Linked DNA regions of Sus scrofa: region 2 is linked to region 1. The links are chromatin contacts, called in public Hi-C maps. All regions are on one chromosome and are shown on one strand. The core of a region is the stretch at or near the end of the contact, and the rest is flanking DNA. Distances in the headings are between cores, read along the strand shown. Region 1 has its middle 5.1 kb from the start of TMEM255B. Region 2 holds the start of RASA3 (ras GTPase-activating protein 3).

Region 1 (2,700 bases), core at 7-2,506:
TTGAACCAGAGGACAAGTGGCAGCTGTGGGCCACGGGCTCTAAACCAGAACTTCCTGCTGAGAACGGCTGTGGGCAGCTGCCTCTCCCCCAGCCCAGCATCACCAAAAAAGGCTGAAGGAAACTGGACCACATCACCCCAATGTGTGCCCCGTGACACAAAAGTGTCGTGAGCCGAAGGCGATTGCGGAGCAGAAAGCAGGACGTGTGCCCTCATTTACCAGAGGGAGGCTGCACCTGCCGGCCCCACGCCCTCACCTTCCTGCTGCCCCCCTTCCCCAGGGCCCCCCTTGGGAGTCACGTCTCTCTCAAGCCTGTTCTCCTTGGAGGTGCCACCCATGCTGCGTGGGTACATAATCTGACTTCTGCAGGGCAGGGGGCTGGGAGGCAAACAGAGGCGATTCCAGAAATCGTGGACCAAGGACCAATCGTGACCAACCGCGGTCAGGCGGCGCCCTACAAACTCAGCCTCGGCCGACTCCCGGGAGACCCCTTCCGCACTGAGCCTTACCCAGGGGGGTGTAGGAGCAAGTCCAGAAGTGAGCAGGGGTCATGGAGGAATTACGCTTCAATTCAGATCATTCGTCTGAATTGAAGCGTAATTTATAACGTTTCCTGACAGAGACAAGCCTGACCTGGTTGGTTGCTTAAAAACCAGGCCTGGCTCTGCCAACCACGGCACTCGGTGTGCGGTGTCTGAGTGCCCTGTCCACGCTCAGCCCTGCCAGCTGGGCCGCCTCACCCAGGCTCAGAGGCTCACCCGGCCCTGGGGGCAACCAGACAGACTTGGTCTGCGCGTGGTTCCAAAGGTTCGCTGGGAAAAACCTTAGGGAGGTGCGCTGCCAGAAATGGGAGCCTTTTCCGACGGACCGAGGGAATGTGTTAGTTCACAAAGAAATGTTGACGTTCCCAAAACATCGTAGATGCCAGCTGGGGCTAGGTGGGCTTCGGGACGCTCAAGGCTACGTGGCAGGGATCCTGAGCCCCACCGGCGTTCCCGGGCCCACCTTTTTATGACACGGCCCCCCTCCGGCTCGCCCCGGCCCAAATGAAACCAAGGCGCCAGGTGGCCCGTCCCATGCAGAGCAGAGCAGAGCAGAGCAGGGCTCCTCCAGAGCCTGGGAGCGCACTGCGGGATGGACCCACCCTAGAGGCCCCCCCCCGAGCCCCAGCAGCTCAGCCGCGGGTGTGGGCTGCTGGTTCTGAGGCCAACAGTACCGACCGCCCCTGAGCCCCGCACTGCTGAGGACGCTGGCATCCAGCCCGGCTCTGCAGGGAGTGAGAGTCTGGGATCGGGTATTTTTAAAACCTAATCTAATGCAGCTCTTACAAAAGCAATTAGGAGAAGATAAGTTAATCTGTCTTTGGCTGGTCTGAGGCCAGTCGGAGGGTCTGGACCCATTACAAGCACGTTAAGAGGGTAGTTGTGATCAATGCATGCTGACCTTCCTGCTCCGTGTAAAAGGTCTGAATTGTCCTGCGGCCCCTACCTCCACTGCCCTCACCTGAACCCAGGTTCCCCACTCCCCCCGGAAAGAGCCGCAGCCCCTCAGAGGCTGTCACCGGATTCACCCCTCAGACGGGGTGGGCAGGTGGAGGTGGGGACAAGGCTCACACTGGAGGTGCCCCCCACACACACCTTGCCCTGTGATCACCACTGCCCACATCTGCCTTATTTAATCCTCACAACAGTCTACCCATTTCACAGATGAGGAAACCGAAGCACCAAGCATTTTAAATAATTTTTCTGAGGTCAAGGAGCTGGTCAATGGCAGAAACAAGATATGGCCCAGGTCACTCCAATTTCAGGGCGTAATTACATCTTCCAAATAGGAAGGCATGTATTTCCCTGACTACAGCGAATTAGGTTCATCTTTCCTTCACGCAGTCAGCAAATACCGATTGATTCCTCTATGGGCAAGATGCTAGGAGAGTCGAAAAGATGAGTCATACAGACTTCGCTTTTAAGAACTTTAAAAGTGAGAAGTAGGAGAACTAAAACACACTATTACGTCATAACGCAGAAGGTGACAGTAGCACTTGGAGAGCAGCTGCTGCCCTAGAGAAGGAACAGGGACCCCCAACATCAGAGCAGCACACGGGAACCCCCTGGGGCCCAAGACCCTCAAACCAGAGCCTCTGGAGGAGGGACCAGCATCCGAGGTTGCAGAGCTGGGAGCCTCGGAGGATGCTGAGGGGGAGGGAGGGGCGAAGAGGGAAGAAAAGAGGAGAGGAGGCCGCAGGGTTCCAGCGGGGGAGGGGGGGCTTCGGGCCTGCGAGGGCGCGGAGTGTGCCCGTCCCAGAGGCCTGGCTGCAAGGCTGGCTGTGGGGCAGGCGAGAAGTCACCGAGAAGTCCGAAGACTCCAGACGGTGGGGTCGCCCGGCGTCCTCCTTATGCCTGGGGAGGACTCTGCCCAGCAGGAGGGCCGGTGACCCCCAACTGTCCCTGGAGGCCTGTCCAGCGGGGAGGAGCTGATGGGAGGGCTGGCTTGGCCGCAGACGAGGGAAAAGCAGCTAACTTTCCCCAGGGCCTGCACCCCCTCATGGGCCCCGCACGCACCTGGTCAGCCACCCCCCCCGCCGTCTGGGCAGCGCTCTGTCACCATGGTGGAGGTGGGGGCACACCTGGCCATCAGTCCTCACTGCCAAGCCCAGCGGTCTGCCTGCCAGAGGGTGGGAGCCGGGCTGTGGCGGCGCAGGCC
Region 2 (2,700 bases), core at 35-2,534, 220 kb before region 1:
TGTTTGGGAGGGAAAGTCTGTGAGAGAATGGGGGGAAGATGGGGACAGAGGAGCCACTTGGCAACAATGCAGCTGCTACTGGGGTTTCAGCTGGTCCTCTGAGAAGGTCAGGAACTGGGGTTACTTTTCAGTTACCCTGATGGAGGCCAAGTCTTGGCTAGGAGGAGGGTGGGCTCTGGGTGGCCACACAACTACAGGAGCCTGCTGGGGTCCTGAGGCAGCAACACTGGGGGCTTGACCCCAGCCTCTTCAGTAAACCATGAGTAAACACCTCCTCTGACAGTCCTGAGAAGGTTGCCTCAAGCAGCTGATTGAGGACCTGGAAGGAGGGTAAGAATGGTCAGTAATCTTTTTCAACAGGTACCTAAGCATTTTTTTTTTTTTTTTAAGGAAGTGAGGTAAAACAGTGAGAAAAACAGGCCTCTCTCTTTATTAAGCTTGTATTCTGGTGTGTGTGTGTGTAAGTCTGTGTGTGTGATGTTGGGCACTCCTAAGTCAGAGGAGAGATAAGTGGACAGGAAGTCAGGAGACAGAAAATAAGGGGAGGATGGTAGCATGGGGATCAGCAAGGGCAGACAGGAGTGCACGTGGCCTGAAAGACTCAGAGCCAGGTGGCGGGAGACCAGGGCACGGTAGAGGGACAGGAAGGCATCAGAAGGGAATGGACATCTGCGGAGCCTAATCAGCAACCTCAGTGGAACCCTTGTTCCTCCAGAGGCCAGGTCTCCAGCAGCTGGTCCGCAAGTGCGGACTTGCTCTGAGGGGGCCGAGCTGGGCCAGAGAATTCTTTTCCTTGATTCCTTTAGGTCTGAGTTTCTTAAAATCATGTGCACATCTCCCTATTCCCGCGTCCTCCCGCCAGATTCTGCCTCCCCTCGCCTAGCCCCCGCCACCTTCTTTGCAACCCTAGTCCTCCACGCCCCGCCCTCCCGGTCCCCGCCCCCCCTTCCGCCCGGCCCTCGCCACCGCCCCCCGCTCCCCGAGCCAGCGACAGCTGACCGGTCCCCTCCTGGCGCCCTCCCCACGCCCAGTACCCCCCAGCGCCCCTCGGCCCAGTTCCTCCAGCAACCCTTGTGGGATCCTCCCTGCTGGGTGAACCACCCCGGCGTGGTACCTTCCAACCCTTCTCTGATACCGACCACGCCCCCTTGCGGGGTTCGGCCAATGGGGATCTGGGGCTGGGATGTGGGCGGAGCCGTCTCGCTCCTGCCCCTTTGCGGACCTCAGGCACAAGGCAACTGGGCAGGGCCGTGGGCGGAGCCTCACCGCCCACGCTCGCGCTCTCGGCCAATGGTCGGGTGCGTGGGCGGAGCCAGGGGACAGAGGCGCGGCCGACCCGCGGTCGACGAGACGCGCGCAGAGCGCGGGGACTGCGCCGCCGCTCTGGCTCCTGCTGCTCGGCGGGGCTCGGCGCACGAATTCCGGGCCGACCCAGCATGGCGGTGGAGGAAGAGGGGCTCCGAGTCTTCCAGAGCGTGAAGATCAAGATCGGTGAGCTCCCGGGAGCCGGCAGAGGCGTCGTGGCCTTCCAGGGGGCTATCGGCGGGCGCTCTCAGACTCCCGACCCCTTCGCTGAGGGCCGCGGCCCTGGCGCCTCCCGGCGACGCGCGCTCCTCATTTGCGCTCCCCTCTCCACCTCCCAGGAGATCCCCAGCCTTGACCCCTCCCTACCTCCTCCAAGACCTCCGGCCGCTACCTCCTCCCCACCTTCGGGAGATGCCCGGCCAAGGCTTCCTCCCCACCTTCCCGGAGACCTCTGGCCTCAACTCTCTCCCCACCTTCGGGAGATGCCGGACCGAGTGCCCCTTCGCCATCTCCTGGGAGACCGCAGCCCCTTCCCCACCTTCCGCGGGACTGGCCGGGCCGAGCTCGGGGGACGCAGCTCCCCGCGGTGCCTCCGCGCCGCGAGCGGCCCCTAGTCCCCGCAGGTGGGGTCGCCTGCACCAGGGAGAGGTGCGGCTGGACCCGGGTCCCATCCCTGCTGGGAGTGTGTCTGCGTGTGCATGAGCGCGCGCACGCGTGTGGGGACTCTCCGGATGCGTACATTTCTAGTGCCCCAAACACCCACCTCGGGGTTCCGCACCTCCGCTCAGTGCAGCGCCCAGAAACTTGCTTTGCTGGGAACGTGTGAGCTCTTTCACATGTTGCCCCGGGGCGAGGGGCAGAGGCAGGCTGCTGACTGGTGCCTGGGTGTGCACACGACTGTGTAGGTGGATTGTGTGTGCATATGTGTGTTCCTGAGTGATTGTGTGTGTATGTCTGTGTGTGAATATGTGGAGCGCCCTGGCCCAGGGCTCCCTCAGGGCAGCGAGCCACAGGAGCCACCCCTCCCCCCTTCCATTGAGAACTGGCCGCGGAAGCTTTTGGCCACCCGGCCTGCCATTCAGGTCGTGTCCCTGGAGCAGCCTGCCTTTCTCACTGGACCCAAGAGCTGGGGGAGGGAAGTGCAGCTGGAAGGCTATGTCTGGACTTCCTGGGTTTATCTAGAGAGTGTCACCTTCTCCTGGTGGTCCTGTTTTATCTTGGAGATATAAGACTTTTTCACCCCAGAGCAAGATCAGCGCCTGGAGTGTCTGCTACACATTAATGCCACAAGTGTGTCCTCTCACGGATGAGGGGCCAGCTCCTGTTGGAGAGGGCTTTTCGGGACTCAGAGTGTTGCCTGTCCCCAGGGTCTGTCTTGCCCGCTGAACTCCCTGT

What was found. A called contact is a pair of places that touch in the nucleus more often than the background predicts.
Region 2: a contact with region 1 is called in a Hi-C map of heart right ventricle, with 6 times the contacts expected there. The contact joins the promoter of RASA3 here to the enhancer-like site in region 1. A contact is called at or near these places in 3 of 47 Hi-C or Micro-C datasets (embryonic fibroblasts, heart right ventricle and omental adipose tissue) and 1 of 2 datasets of contacts at active chromatin or transcription factors (skeletal muscle).

What each region holds. Positions count from the first base shown.
Region 1 is chr11:78,810,322-78,813,021 of Sscrofa11.1, reverse strand. No RefSeq gene overlaps it. Among named protein-coding and RNA genes, the nearest start is that of TMEM255B, 5.1 kb to the left of the region's middle. Within about 2 kb of position 1,256, at least 4 of the 83 cell types and tissues checked have an H3K27ac peak or open chromatin away from gene starts, as enhancers often do.
Region 2 is chr11:79,026,575-79,029,274 of Sscrofa11.1, reverse strand. RASA3 (ras GTPase-activating protein 3) reads left to right here and starts at 1,284. Exons shown (of 24, transcript XM_003131110.5): 1 at 1,284-1,491. The coding sequence starts at 1,437.